Linked DNA regions of Oryctolagus cuniculus: region 1 is linked to region 2. Evidence: chromatin contacts called from public Micro-C data. All regions are on one chromosome and are shown on one strand. Each heading gives the region's core, a stretch centred on a gene start, on an enhancer-like site or on the middle of the called end of the contact. The rest is flanking DNA. Distances are from core to core; before and after follow the strand shown. Region 1 overlaps ZAR1L (zygote arrest 1 like). Region 2 holds the start of BRCA2 (BRCA2 DNA repair associated).

Region 1 (3,317 bases), core at 289-2,788, 77 kb before region 2:
AATTTTTCCCTGTGTAGGAACCAACTGTACAATTTGTGCATTGATTCAACACTCGCCTTTGGCATACTATTGGAATTTCTGATGTCAGTCATAGTATAATGCTCTTAGCAGGCTCCAAGGAGAAAAGTAACCAGTGGATATAATTTCCTGATAGAATTTTAAAAGAAAAAATAAACTAGTAGTGTCTATTTCATTTTAAAACTTTATCAGGATTTCCGGGCCGGCGCCGCGGCTCACTAGGCTAATCCTCCGCCTAGCGGCGCCGGCACACCGGGTTCTAGTCCCGGTCGGGGCGCCGGATTCTGTCCCGGTTGCCCCTCTTCCAGGCCAGGAAGTGCAGTGGAGGATGGCCCAGGTGCTTGGGCCCTGCACCCCATGGGAGACCAGGAAAAGCACCTGGCTCCTGGCTCCTGCCATCGGATCAGCGCGGTGCGCCGGCCGCAGCGCACCAGCCGCGGCGGCCATTGGAGGGTGAACCAACGGCAAAGGAAGACCTTTCTCTCTGTCTCTCTCTCTCACTGTCCACTCTGCCTGCCCAAAAAAAAAAAAAAAAAAAAAAAAACCTTTATCAGGATTTCCAAGCAAGACCCTGTCCGTAAAACTATCCACTCACATGCTATGGCTATATATATGCCCATCAGTGTAGAATTTTATTTCCTTATGTTAGAAATACCAAAAAAAAAAAAAAAAAAAAAAACCAAAATAATCTATTACTATTATCACAGAGCAAAAGTTTCTTTATCCTGAGTCTGATTATGATTGTATAAGCTTGAAAGAGAAAATAGAAAAAACTTTTATGGAAGTGTATTCCTTGACAAATCTAATGGGAAAATATAAGACTGACCATTCTGTGTTGTTTCACAGTGGACAGAAAACAGGTCTGAGGTCTAGAGAAACTCTCTTCAAACTAAAGTCAACCAACAAATTGCAATGACCTAAAATAGTTAAAACTTGAATAAGACTAAGATTGCCATATTGCAAAGGGTCTGTTATCAGCATTCTTGGAGTTAGCAGACTCCTTCTGTATCAACAACAAGAAAGAAAGAAAAGAAAGAAAGAAAGAAAAGAGAGCGAGAGCAAGAGTGAGAGCGAGAGCGAAAGAAAAAGAAAGAAAGAAAGAAAGAAAGAAAGAAAGAAAGAAAGAAAGAAAGAAAGAAAGAAAGAAAGAAATTTCTCTAGTTTAAAATGCCAGAGCCTTAGATTAAGAAATTAAATTTCATGAGGGAAAAAATACATGAAGTTTTTAGCTTTTGGTTTTTCTCAGTGGGTTTAGTAATTTTCTCCATTTTTCAATTGTGAATGCTAAATTATAAAGATTTCTCTTTGAAAACACAATCTATGTGGTAGACACCTACATCAAGGAAGAAGTGAATTTCATTTCTGAAGAGCTATCCTGTTTTTCACAAGAGCTGGGTATCTGCGACATTTGATATATTTTGTGATGTTAGAGAAAATAGCTAAGAACGCAGCTCTCCTCTGAGATAATGTTTTCGAGCACTGATAACCTGGACCACTCCCCAAGGGTCAGCCTCACTGCCAATGCTGTAGTTTTGCTTTGCGGAACAAAGCAGGTCTGGATAGACCTCTGAAACTCAGTATTTACAAGCAATCCCTTCAAAGACACAAGACACCTTGTTTTCCTAGTATATAAATGTAGCATTCTTGTTCATTTGCCCTCTAATCCTATATTCAAGATACTGCAAACTAAGTGGGTAGCCAGCTGTTGGCTCATGATAAAGCTTTAGTTCATATACATTTCTATTTTCCTTAGTTTGTTTTCAAGAAAGTGACTCACTGAGACATGTTTGCATCTTTTTCTTCCTCTCTTCTCCTGGTGTGTGATCCAGTTGCCTTCCTTCCTCTCATAGAGAACAGTCAGTTCTCCAGCTGATTTCCCCCTGGCCCAAGTTCAAGCCCAGCCTCTTTTTCCACTGGACTTGCTAAATCTCTTTCCTGTCTCTCCCTGATCTCAGTTCTGCCTGCCCTGGGGCTCTTGTATTTCACTGCTCATTCTGCATGTCGAAGCGAGATGAGCGCAGATGCTCCCCCTGTTCTAAGGAGCAAAGCACGTAGGTCCATACATGCATATGTAAGGCTGGAAGCGGGTCTTAGAAGACTTTCGCTGTGGAAAAACCTGTCAACCAGCAGGCACAGTGAAGGACTCTGGACCACTTGTGTACACTACAGATGTTGCTTGGGTATCCACTGTGGCAGGCACTGAGGATTCCAAATTCTGGTTTCCCTTGGCAAAGGGATTCTGTATGGGGCAGTATTCTGAATAGGCTTGTTGCAGCAGGCTGCGGTGGTACAGTGGAAGGGGTTCTGACACAGAGATGGTGTTTCTCATCCTGGCTCTAACTCTGATTACACCCTGGTTTTAGGCAAGTCCCTTTCTCATACAGAACTTCATTTGCTCAGCTATAAAATGCGGAGGTTGGACCTGGGGAGATGTTATGGTCTTATCCACGTTTAGCATTTGCATCCCGTAAGCATAGGTCAGACATGCTCATCTGGCAGCCCCTTTGGGGACTACTGGGGAAGAGACTGAACGGAAGATAAAGAATGAACAGTATGTGTTTCAGAGAATTCCTGAGTCCGTTTCTACAACTGCCTGTACTGTGACTAGAAAACAATCTCCATTTCTGTCACTCTCAGCATTTCGGTTCCTTCCTTCGTTGAATGGATTTTCCCATGGATATTCTTAGATATGGGGGCTTCTGCTCTGTCTTCTGCAGGCTGAGGCGGTCCAGGAGGAGGAGGACACCACCGTGCATGAGGATGATCTTTCCAGTTCCATCAACGAACTGCCAGCAGCTTTTGAATGCAGCGACAGCTTCAGCCTAGACATGACCGAGGCAGAGGAAAAAGGCAACCGAGCCCTGGACCAGTTTACTCTTGCAAGGTAATGAAGTGCTTGGTGGAAATACTGTAGTTCCATCAGACAAACTGAAGTTTAGCATCACACTTGCATTGCCGGGACTTCCTAATGAAGCAGTCTAAAGTGACATAGAACTTGTAAGCTCTCAACTGAGTTAGCTTCACCCAACCCCAGTGGAGGGTCTTATGTGCAACCAGGAAAGGATGCTCAGGTCATAATTCCTAAGGCCATAAAGCAACATGAAAAGCCAAAGAGAGGGCTGGGGACATGGTACAGGTCTTGTAAATGTTTATGTTTGTTTGGAAGGCTGACTTAGAGAATCTTCCATCCACTGGGTTTAATCCCCAAAAAGCCGCAATGGCTGGGCCTGAGCCAGGTGGAAACCAAGGACCTTGGACTCTATCCAGGGGCTCAACACTTGGGCCATCTTCTGCTGCTT
Region 2 (3,121 bases), core at 175-2,674:
AGACACCCCAGCCTCTCCCTTCAGAAAGGAAGAAAAAACATACTATTCTGATTTGTAGGGTAATGATAGACTTAATGGCAAGGTAGTTAGGTTTAAGTCAAAATGGACTTCAAACTTTGGCCCTACTACCAGTGAAGTTATTTAATTGCCTAATTACGTTTCCCCATTGGACATTACTAACCAACTTATAGGATTATTCTAAGACTGTGATATTACTTGTAAAGCCCAAAGCAGATTGCCTAATTTACCAAATGTTCCATAAGCAGCAGTGATCATCAGATAAGGATCATACGCAGACCTGTGTTACTTTGCTAATTAGACATAGCAGATGAAAAGCTTCAGTAGTGGGACCAGCATTTGGCACAGTGGTTAAGACGCTGCTTGGGAAACCAGCATATCAGAGTCTGGCTTCACTTCCTGCTAACCCCCGGCAGTGGAAGGTAACAACGGCCCTAGTACTTGGGTCCTTGCCACTCATATGGGAGACCCAGGCTGTTTCCAGCTCCCAGCTTCAGCCTGGCCCTGCCCTGGCTTTTGTTACCATTTGTGGAGTGACCCGGCAGGTTATCTCTATTTTTCTGCTTTCAAATACGTAAAAATGTGGCTTTCATTCTTTTAAAAAACAAGGCGGGGGGAGGAGCTTTAGTTTCTATCTACATTAGTAAGGCCCCTTGCTACAGCTGAGGATTATTATCAAACTGATTATGGCACCAAAGGAACCACGTGGAGCCTCTAATCCAAGATTGCCTTTGCTGTTCCTTGCTCAAGTGCACTGTAGAAGCAGCAGGGGCCCTAAGCCGCTCTTACCTCTCCTATTCAGTTCAATATTTTATAAGTCATACATCACACACAGATTGAACACTGTTCTAGCCAAGATACAGACCCTGTGAATTCCAAAACTGAGATCAAGTTCCATCTTCCAGGTCAGTTCAAAACAGGGCAATTGACACCATAAGAATTTAAAAAGATACCATAGAAGTCTACAGGGGAGAGTACCTAGCACTGCAGGAGCGTTAACATGGGATTCACAATTTTTCAGGCTGGGAAAATGGGCTCGCTCTGAACAGTCTACCTATGGGAAACACACCTGCTAGAACTGACTTCAAGTCCCTGAGCCTTCCATTTACTACCACGCAGTCCGGAAGTGAGGCACCCACATACAGACCACTTTATACGAGTTTTCTAAGGTCAGCTCACTTTGGCGCACAGGCTTAGCAAGCACCTGCCCTAAGGATAAAGGGAAGGTTTTTTTAAAGGTCCTTAATCGTGTTCCGAGGGCGCCCACCCAAAAGTCATCCAGGGCAGGAAGAAAGGCTGGGGAACTACGCATAGACCGAACGGCCGCCCCTTCAGAACAAGGCGGGCGGGTCTAAAAAAGTCAGGAAGCGAACATACACGCCAGCTCCCTCGTCTTCCGGTTCCTGAGCCTAACAGGCAAGCCCCTCTCGCCTCACTGAGAAACAGCAGCGGCCGACGGCGGCCTCACTTCCGGGTAGTGCGTACGCTGCGTGCCTCGTCACAGCGTCCTCACGTCACGTGCCCAGAGCGGGCTTTTGGCGCGAGCGTCTGAAAAAGGCTATGGAGGCGGAGCTCCTTCAGCTCGGCGTCTGGGGTCTTGCCTAGGGCAGTGGATCGCCGCCGGAAAAGCCGATGGGGTCAGATCTGTGATCTAAATGCTGGCGCGCTTTCTCTTAGACTGCTGAGCCCAAATACCAGCTGTACCTGTGGAGCGGGTTAGTGTGGCTGGGATGGAGACGGGCATGTCTTTCGCGGCCCCAGCGGTCCGGGGTGGCGGGCTAGGGTCTCTCAGGTTCCCGGGTGGGAATCGCGGCCTGTATCGACTTCCGCCTCTTGCCTGAGAGAAACAACCTTGTTCCAAAGCAAAGGCGAGCCCCGCCCCCTCCCTCGGGACTCTGGCTTCCCGGCTCCGGGCTGCACAACGCCTTGGCTGGGTCTGCCTCCTGGCTGTTCCGGGTGTCCGGATGCGAAATGTTCTTAATTGAAAACACGGTAACGTTACTTTAACGGAATATTGCCACCCTGGAAAGTGCTTTACAGTTTCTGGGCACCCTGTATCTGCCTTACTTAAGTCCCAGATAATTGTTAGTCTCGGATCATTGACTGGGAGTTATCGGACAGTGTTTGTTTGTACCAGGAGCCACTAGTTAACGTAATTAAAAAGAAAAGATTGACAATTCTGTTCTTGAGTCGCAGTAGACACACACGCCAGGGGTTTTCCGTGGCTGCTGTGAGTGCACAGAACTGTGGAATGTTTCCATCCTCACAGGGAGTTCGGCGTCCCGAAGAACGGGTAGAGGATGTAGCTTTAGACACAAGCACAACCCCGACATGCATCCCTGTGACGGACCTTTTGGTCTTCTCTTGCAGACTGACTTATCGAGCTTTGGAGTAATATTGTACATAAAAATGCCTATTGGATCCAAAGAGAGGCCAACTTTATTTGACATTTTTAAGATGCGGTGCAACACAACAGGTATTGGCTGGTTTTATGAAACTTGATACATTTCAACGAGAAACTGTTTTCAGAAAAGTAACATACGTGCTTGCTGAAAAAAAAATTCAGTACTTCTCGGTTTTCTTTACACTGCAAGCTACTCTATATGGAGTCATAAGTCCACTTTAGAAAGTAATAGTTTACCAGTTAACCCGACAGACACAGAACCCATAGTTGTATAAAGAGACTGGCCTCTTGATGAGCAATAACTGGAAGAACTGTTTAGAAAGTAGGACTAGTAAATTAGAAGCATTGGTGATGTTACTTTGACAGAGACTGTCAAACATTTTCGTTACAGTATTCATGATTAAGACCCCTGCAAAGAGAATTTGTTTATGTAGGCTGCCATGTTAGAAATTAAAACTAAGAACTGAAAAAAAAATTAATTCACTTGAAAATAAATCTATTGCATATTTTTTCAGAAGAATAAGTGGAATTGTTTTGCAGTTCTCCTTAACATCTGCCCTAATAGAAAATAGCTGTATTCTCATACCTGGGTGCACAGTTAATCTGTTGTGGTATGTTCTTCTGGTAGAAATATATGAAGAAAATTCACTTCACATAGTTAGTGGAACAAGGAGTATTTTAAGTCTTCAATTACTAGTG

What was found. A called contact is a pair of places that touch in the nucleus more often than the background predicts.
Region 1: a Micro-C map of ear pinna shows a contact between it and region 2, with 4 times the contacts expected there. The contact joins the enhancer-like site here to the promoter of BRCA2 in region 2. A contact is called at or near these places in 2 of 6 Hi-C or Micro-C datasets (ear pinna and an unstated tissue).

Annotation. Positions count from the first base shown.
Region 1 is chr9:82,042,217-82,045,533 of mOryCun1.1, reverse strand. All of the region lies in intron 6 of ZAR1L (zygote arrest 1 like), which reads right to left. FRY (FRY microtubule binding protein) reads left to right here. Exons shown (of 63, transcript XM_008273531.4): 55 at 2,736-2,902. Among named protein-coding and RNA genes, the nearest start is that of BRCA2, 76 kb to the right of the region's middle. Within about 2 kb of position 1,538, at least 5 of the 8 cell types and tissues checked have an H3K27ac peak or open chromatin away from gene starts, as enhancers often do. A contact at or near this core is called in ear pinna, where this site is marked.
Region 2 is chr9:81,965,713-81,968,833 of mOryCun1.1, reverse strand. It overlaps BRCA2 (BRCA2 DNA repair associated), which reads left to right and starts at 1,424. Exons shown (of 27, transcript XM_002720579.5): 1 at 1,424-1,733; 2 at 2,389-2,494. The coding sequence starts at 2,428. It overlaps ZAR1L (zygote arrest 1 like), which reads right to left and starts at 1,472. Exons shown (of 7, transcript XR_007913745.2): 1 at 1-1,472.